2 separate regions of the Mus musculus genome follow, and region 2 is linked to region 1. The links are chromatin contacts, called in public Hi-C maps. All regions are on one chromosome and are shown on one strand. The core of a region is the stretch at or near the end of the contact, and the rest is flanking DNA. Distances in the headings are between cores, read along the strand shown.

Region 1 (4,177 bases), core at 1,176-3,675:
TATTATGTATATAAGTTCATCCCGAGGATCAGAAATTCTTCAAATGACAAAACTCGAGTGTTCAAACTCTAGTTGCCACAGTGCTAATTCGTGTGCTTGAGGACTAGAAGCCTGAGTTTAGAGAAGGGCTCCCAGTTCCTGTTGAGAATCCAGGGAGAACGCTGGTGAGTTACTCAGTGGGGACAGTCACTTGCTACACACGTTTTACAACCTGGGTTGGATCTCTCCTGGAACCCATGGTCAAAGGAAAGAGCGCATATCCAAAGCTGCCTACCACGCATACGCTGTGGCACGAGGGCCTGCGCTTGCACACATCACACTACTACTTTTGTTGTCAGTGTTGTGAGCCTAGCCTGTGATGGCTGAACCATCATTCATTACACAATAATACATTTTTTGGAAGAGATCTGGATACTGGCAAAGAACCCTTAATCAGCAGATCCCTCCCTCCCCCCAAGACCTTCCAGCCCTTGGTTTGCAAGGTCTAAACTTCCAAGGAGAGTAAAAGAATCTGTTTACAAAGGGTGACTGAGCTGTTTCCTGCAGACAGACGCATGCTGGGAGGCTGGCTGCCTCTCTTCCTGGTGCTGCTGGTGGCTGTGTGGGTGCTGGCAGCTGGGATCTACCTAACTTGGAGGCAAGGTAAGGGTGGTGGTCACTTTCTGAAGACCCTCTAATGAGATCCTATCTGCATATGTAGAAAAAGAAATCTGGCATAAACCTGCACTCTGAGGCCCTGAGAGGAAGAGGAAGTGGGGTCAGGGGTCCAAGGATGTTATGAATTACTGTTCAAGGCTAGCTTGAGCTACATGAGGATCTGTCTCAAAAAACCAAAAAGAAGCTCTTAGTGTACCCTGGGAGTTATTCCTATGTCATGGCCAAAGATTAACTCCGTACTTTTAAGCTAAGAAAGCCACATGAACTTTCACCTCAGGAATATCTGCATCTAGAGGATGCTGTTGGTGCCATGCTACTACAGGGTTACAGTAGCTTTCTACATAGTCTTGCTGTGGTGCACAGGGTGTGGCTGAACTTCATAGGGGTAGAAGAACCCTACCACCTGCAGGGAGAAAATGGTACAAATCACAGTTGACCCAACTCCTAAAATGATAAGTAGAGGTCACATCTGTGTCACAGTACAGAAGTTTCAGCAGCTTGCTTTAAACACAGTGACCTCAAACCTCAGCAGCTGCTGAGTTTATCTGAAAAGAACAGGGCTTGACTATGAAGGCTGATTTGTTGATAAGGACTTAAAAATACATCTTTTCAAGTGCTTTTAAGATTCAAGCATCAGTGTTTCAGGTATTCAAAAGGACTATCAAGGACCTTTTCTCCTGTCGGGAACAAAGCTCTGACCCTGATCTGGCTGACAGTCTGGTGGGGAGCCTTTAGTAGTTTTAGACTACTGTAAAGGCCTGCTATCTGTCACACAGTTAACAAAGTCCCCCCCTTCTCCTCCAGGAAGGAGCACGAAGACGTCCTTTCCTATTTCCACCATGCTCCTGCCCCTCATTAAGGTCCTGGTGGTTTATCCTTCTGAGATATGTTTCCATCACACCGTCTGTCGCTTCACTGACTTTCTTCAAAACTACTGCAGAAGTGAGGTCATCCTTGAAAAATGGCAGAAAAAGAAAATCGCCGAGATGGGGCCGGTACAGTGGCTGACCACTCAGAAGCAAGCGGCAGATAAAGTGGTCTTCCTTCTTCCCAGTGACGTCCCGACCCTTTGTGACAGTGCCTGTGGCCACAATGAGGGCAGCGCCAGGGAGAACTCTCAGGATCTGTTCCCTCTTGCCTTTAACCTCTTTTGTAGTGATTTCAGCAGCCAGACGCATCTGCACAAATACCTGGTGGTCTATCTTGGGGGAGCAGACCTCAAAGGCGACTATAATGCCCTGAGTGTCTGCCCCCAATATCATCTCATGAAGGACGCCACAGCTTTCCACACAGAACTTCTCAAGGCTACGCAGAGCATGTCAGTGAAGAAACGCTCACAAGCCTGCCATGATAGCTGTTCACCCTTGTAGTCCACCCGGGGGAATAGAGACTCTGAAGCCTTCCTACTCTCCCTTCCAGTGACAAATGCTGTGTGACGACTCTGAAATGTGTGGGAGAGGCTGTGTGGAGGTAGTGCTATGTACAAACTTGCTTTAAAACTGGAGTTTGCAAAGTCAACCTGAGCATACACGCCTGAGGCTAGTCATTGGCTGGATTTATGAAGACAACACAGTTACAGACAATAATGAGTGGGACCTACATTTGGGATATACCCAAAGCTGGGTAATGATTATCACTGAGAACCACGCACTCTGGCCATGAGGTAATACGGCACTTCCCTGTCAGGCTGTCTGTCAGGTTGGGTCTGTCTTGCACTGCCCATGCTCTATGCTGCACGTAGACCGTTTTGTAACATTTTAATCTGTTAATGAATAATCCGTTTGGGAGGCTCTCACTAATGTGTAGCTTCCTAAGAGAAGAAGCCTATTACACACACAAGCAGACACTCTGCCTGACCAGATGATCCAGTTTATGTGTAACCACTGTACTGTTTGCTGTTGGGACAGTGCTTTCCCTTGCCAAACTTTTGGACAGGTAACCTTTACCTTTTATCTTAGAAGGGCTAGGAACTGAACCCAGGGTATTATGCACACTAGACAAATGCTCTGACACTGAATTACACCTCAGTCTCCCACGGGTGACTCTCTAAGTGAATATGCAAGCATATCACCAGCAGGGCGGTGGTGGCACACGCCTTTAATCCCAGCACTCGGGAGGCAGAGGCAGGCGGATTTCTGAGTTCAAGGTCAGCTTGGTCTACAGAGTGAGTTCCAGGACAGCCAGGGCTACACAGAGAAACCCTGTCTTGGAAAAACCAAAAAAACTAACCAATCAACCAAAGCCCCACATCACCAGCTGGATGTGGTGGCACGTGGCACATACCTTTAATCCCAGCACTCAAGTGGAAGAGGCAGGAGGACCTCTGGGTGTGTGAGGCCAGCCAGAGACAGAGTGAGGCTCTGTCCCAAACAAACACAAGTTGCTACCTATAAATCCAGTGTCTACTTTTGTCCAGTTACCTGTCCACTATTGAAGTTCGCAGAGTTCTTGGTTATTACATAACATTTCCTATTCAAGTCAAAACTAATTCTTCAAGTGAGATCAACTCTCTTTAAGTAATATATCTTTTTCTATAACTAATTGCGTAAATAAAAACCCACCAAGAACTGGAGAGGTGGCTCCGAGGCTTAGAGCGCTGGCTGCTCTTCCAGAGGACTTGGTTCGGTTTCCAGCAACCACATAGCTGTTTATAGCCACCTTAACTCCAGTGTCAAAGGGATCTGATAACCCTCTCTGGCTTCCCAGGCCACTCTCCATGCATTTTACAAAGACATTTTATATACAGCAGGACTTTGCTTGCATGTATGTCTGTGTACCACATGTGCTTGGTGCCTGAGGTCAGGCGAGGGTGCCGGATGCCCTGGAACTGGAATTAGGAACAGATGTGAGCCACCATGTGGACTCTGGGAATCCAATCCCAGTCTCCTGCAAGAACAAATGCTCTTAACTGATTCGCTATCTAGCTATACCCCAATGTAAATAAATCTTAATTTAAATCTAAAATAAACCCCCAACCAGAACAAGCAGGAACAGTATACAGCCTTGCTAGGTCTTGAATCTTCTAGCTCCTTACGTTCTCAAAGCAGCTTTTTCTTAATGTAGAAACTACAGCAATGTATATTATCATAAGTATTTGTCTAGTATGGCTTCATAACGCACGATCAATCTATTTTGAAATGGGACCCTGTTTCAGGTAGTTGACTGCTTTGATATCTGTACCTGAAGGTCTGGCATGTTGGACACCCCTTTAATCCTAGGGCTCCGAGGCAGAAGCAGGCAAATCTCTTGAGTTCGAGGCCAGCCTGGTCTACACAGTAAGTTCCAGGACAGCCAGGGCTACATAACTGAGAAACCTTGTTTAAAAAACAAAAAACAAAACAAAAGCAAGTTTGTAATTGATCCGGTAAGTAGCAAACACTTTTAAAAACTATGTATTTTTAATTATGTCTTAGGGGTGTGTGTGTGTATCTGCAATGGGTATGTGCATGTGAGTATCCACTCACAAGAGTATCTATCCACTCAGAAGTATGACTCACAAGAGGCCAAAGGCCTCAGATGC
Region 2 (4,177 bases), core at 908-3,407, 320 kb before region 1:
CCAATAAACCTGCCTTAAATCTTTAATCTGGCTCATTTTACCAACAGTGAAGAAATAACTTATCCCTCATGTGCACAGCACATCTGAGGAGATTGTTTTCCTGAGATGACATTTCTGACAGGGTGACCTTCAGTTCTGACCTGGGATTCCTGAGAGCCCTCACTCTTCCTATGACAGGTGTGAAGAGGTGTCCCTGGAGTTTCCAGGTGCCCTTTTCCGGGTCCCGGGAGGCCGGGTCCACGGGCCATGTGCGGCACTAGCTGGTCTGATTAGAATGTAAGAGTAGATTTGGGATCTGCTTACTGGGTGCCACTGCCCCCTTCCAGGCTGACTTTTAGAAGTAGCTTTTAATGTCTTTTTTTGGCGTCTCTTCTGCCTGGGCCCTGAGGCGGGTATTGTATTTTTAGGTACTTAATGATGGCAGCAGTAGCACCAATAATTGTGGATACTAGATTCATTGTAGGCACAGTAAATTTTAGAATACTAATATTGAAAATTCAGAGTAGATGATGCATGCAGGGAGAGGAACTGGCCATTTTCTGTCATGTTTCCAACCTGAAGCCATTGGCTACATGATGCCCAAGATAGCTATCAATGAGGCCCGATACAAAATACTAATCTTACTTAAAAACATTATGAGATTTAAACAGTTATTGTTATATATTGGTGCGTGTGCACATGTGCGTTCCTGGAGGAAAGAGGACAACTGTTGAGTTGGGTCTGTCCTTTGACCTTTGACCTCAGGTCACCAGGCTTGCAGGGTAAATTCCCTCACCCCTGGAGCCATTTAATGGCCCACAATATAAGGGTGCATTGCGATTTTTTTTTTTGTGTGCCTCAATTGAGTTGTTCTCACGTGTGACTTTTGTAGATGACAATGTTGATTCATAACATCAAAAGGTTGCATGCATACGCCTACACTGTGGGTGCTGTGAACTGTGTGCAGAGAGCAGGGTCCCCTTCTGTAGGATGGATTCTTTGTATAAGGCATCGGAGAACCTCCTCCCATTGATTTCACAGACATAAACTAACAAGGAAAGTACCTTCGATCCCTCAGGTCTTTGGAGTGGCCCCTAGAGAATGCTTGAGTTATTTCCAGAAGTTTTGGGGGAGGAGGTAGAGTATGTGAGCTGGCCTTGCTCACCCCTCCCCTTATCCTCCCCTCCCCTCCCCTCCCCTCCCCTCCCCTCCCCCTCCCCTCCCCTCCCTTCCCCACCCCTCCCCTCCTGTGGCTATTGCTTTCTGTAATTCAGCTGATTGCTTTTCTTTCCAAATTGCTGGCTTAAGCTTTATCTTATCCAATTTTATCTCTCCCGGCCTTGTAAATCTAGAGCGTCATTAGGGCCTGTTCTCATTCTGTCCCTTCCACTTCTCCTGCCTTCCCTCCAAGTCCCTGGGGGTACAGGGACGTGGCTTACACACCCTCTGCCTCCTGTGGGGCTCGAGGGGCAGTGGGTGAGCGTCTCACCTCTGTAGCTCACTTTTCGTAGCCTCACTCACCCTCATTGACACAGTGGGCTTTTTTAGGACCTGCTTCTAGGCTTCCTTCCCATCATGCTCAGCGCGCCTGCGTCCTTCTCACCTCCGTTCTGTACCCGGGCGCCTGCGGGTTCTCCTCCCATCCCTCTCATCTCTGTGTTCATTATCCTTCCACTCCAAGCATCTGTTCCTTCACGCCACGAACTCCAGTTGGTATAATTAAATACATAATACGTTTATTTTAATATCAGCGTGTCTCTTCATACACATATTAGTAAGAGACTTGGCTGTCAGCACAGGGCCCAACTATTTGCAAATATCTAGTTGTGCCAACTCCCTTCAGGACATTTGTTTTTCTACTCATTAATGTTTTCTCTGTCTCTTTGCCTTTGGGCCTTGGCTCAAAGTGTCTCTCTGTCCTGCATGTGTCTCTCAGTGTCCTTGTTCTTTCTCTGACACAGATCACTCAAATACGTTGGCACTTTTCCCTCTGCATGCCCTGTGTCTGGGCATGCTCATTTGAGTGTGTGTGTGTGTGTGTGTGGGGTGGGGGGTTGGAGGAACTGAAAGAGCATTCTGTCACACTCATTTAGACAAGAGCCAGTGGTGACCTCTAGGGTCATGCATCATTGTCGTTGCCCTTTCAACTTGCTGCTCTGGCAAAGTGGCACTCCTAACCTGGCACATGACACCTGAACTCTCTCACGAGTACCTTGCTGATGCAAGCAGAGCCTCTCCTGGCCTATGGGTCGGTTGCCTTCTTGAAAGGCACGGGAAGGAAACCTTCCCTTGTGCTGGGCATTTGGAGCAGAGCCACAGGATGCAGAGGGTCCTGCATTAGGACAGATTATGTGGTATTTGCCTGGCACTTCCGCTGAAAGGCAAATAAAATCTATTTTTGGCTCCGAATTCTCGCCTCTTGACCTGTGGGTGAAAACTGACCGACAGGCTCTACCTCCCGTGTAGAAGAGGCTCGCACGCAGGGCCATCAGCTACAGCTCTGCACTGATGGATCGTCTTAATGTTTCCTTCCTAGTGGGGTTAGAACATGGTGTTGCTTTTGAGGTTGCAGAGAGCAAACCAGGATTCTCCTCTTGCCAGACTGGGGTGTGAAGGAATGGCTTAAAATCCTCTTTTATTGGCCATAGAAGTCAGATGGAAGCAGGGCAGTTACATCGGAAGACCTTGACATAGTCAGGGCCACATATACCTATTCCTTTTCTGGAAAAGAGAAACTATATTTTGTTACTTTATTTTTCAACTTATTTTACCTCTTGAGATACAACCTCACTGTGTAGCTCAGAGTCTCATTCTGCATCTCAGTCTTGAACTTGTTGTGGCCACTCTCCTGCCCCAGCCTTTCAAGTGCTAGGATTACAGACATGACTTATCATGCTCTGTAAAACTACATCTTAGAAGCAGATTCCCTTCCCACCTTCCTCAAAGGTTATCAAATAGCATGGCTAGAGAGATGGCTCAGTGGTTAAGAGCACATACCTCATTTGCAGAGGACCCAAGTTGGGTTCCCAGTACCCATGTTTGGCATCTCACAACTGCCTATAATTCTAGTTCCGGGGGGATTCCAATACCCTCTTCTGGACTTTGTGAGCACCTATGCTCACATGCGCATACCTAACCCCCAGCATATACACAAATAATTAAAAACGAATAAAAATGAACTTTTAAAAAGATCAACTAGGAAGCTTGTTTCTAGAATCTTGAGTCTTAGCGCACACACAGGCGGGTCTGTATTCCTGAGCCTGCCTCACTGGCACTCCAAGGGCAGTGAGCAGCCTGCTTGGTGGGTGGCAGTGAGGCTCAGGTGGGGGAGCATGCAGTCCGTGCTCCCTGAGTCTTTGCAGCAGATAAGCCCTTTGATAAGGCCTGCCTTGAAGGCCTCCTCGAGGGTCCTCGGCTCTTATTTGTTGGTGTTGCTTTTTGCTTTTGCTGGACCTACGACGACATGTGCAGAGCATGCTTCTGGAGCCTCCGGGCTTGTAACTCTTTTGTTTTTCGGAAACTTTTGAGAGGACTCATGACTCGGAAAAAGGACAGAAAAGGTTTGGATTTCCCCTTTTTTTTCCTTTATTTGCAAAAGATTTGAAGGCTTAAGTCATATACTTAATAATAGAGGGGGGTTAAGAGTCAAAGAGTTCTCTCTTGCTCTGGTCATTTTTTAGAGCTGAACTTGGCATGGCTTGAAGCAAATTCGTGTCTTCCTGACCATTTTTTTTTTTTTAATTGAGAAAGTAGATTCTATCTCTAATGAAATAATTACAAACAGTCCTGTTAACATGTGGTAGTGATTTTTCACAGAGGCTTGTTGAAATGCATGGGAGCTACCGGTTTAAGAGACATAAGCACGGGGCCATCCATGTATTCTAGATGCTTATCTCCAGACCAGAAGGTCCAAAGGACATGAGACATGTGACACTTGGGAGACATTAGCCCCCAGCCCCAGCCTTATTCTGATATACCCTAAGAGCTAAGGATGGCGTTAGTATAGTTTTAAACCTTTGAGCAAAGATCCAGAGAAGAATAATATAGTGACTTGTAAAAATGTCACATTTCCATGTCTCCAAGTTGTTTTCCTGGGACATAGCCCCACTCCCTCATTTATATAGTGTGCATGGCTTCTGTCCTTCAGAAGTGGTGGAACACAGAGCCTCCAATGTAGGAGCTAGAAAAAGTACCCAAG

What was found. A called contact is a pair of places that touch in the nucleus more often than the background predicts.
Region 2: a contact with region 1 is called in a Hi-C map of liver, with 3 times the contacts expected there. The contact joins two enhancer-like sites. A contact is called at or near these places in 2 of 484 Hi-C or Micro-C datasets (bone marrow-derived macrophages and liver), 2 of 115 datasets of contacts at active chromatin or transcription factors (both in embryonic stem cells) and 1 of 9 other capture datasets (liver).

What each region holds. Positions count from the first base shown.
Region 1 is chr14:29,994,474-29,998,650 of GRCm38.p6, reverse strand. Il17rb (interleukin 17 receptor B) reads left to right here. Exons shown (of 11, transcript NM_019583.3): 10 at 547-642; 11 at 1,462-2,483. The coding sequence ends at 2,027. It also overlaps a transcript of Actr8 not described here. Among named protein-coding and RNA genes, the nearest start is that of Mir6947, 7.7 kb to the right of the region's middle. Within about 2 kb of position 2,425, at least 34 of the 459 cell types and tissues checked have an H3K27ac peak or open chromatin away from gene starts, as enhancers often do. A contact at or near this core is called in liver, where this site is marked.
Region 2 is chr14:30,309,546-30,313,722 of GRCm38.p6, reverse strand. All of the region lies in intron 3 of Cacna1d (calcium channel, voltage-dependent, L type, alpha 1D subunit), which reads left to right. Among named protein-coding and RNA genes, the nearest start is that of Cacna1d, 42 kb to the left of the region's middle. Within about 2 kb of position 2,157, at least 13 of the 459 cell types and tissues checked have an H3K27ac peak or open chromatin away from gene starts, as enhancers often do. A contact at or near this core is called in liver, where this site is marked.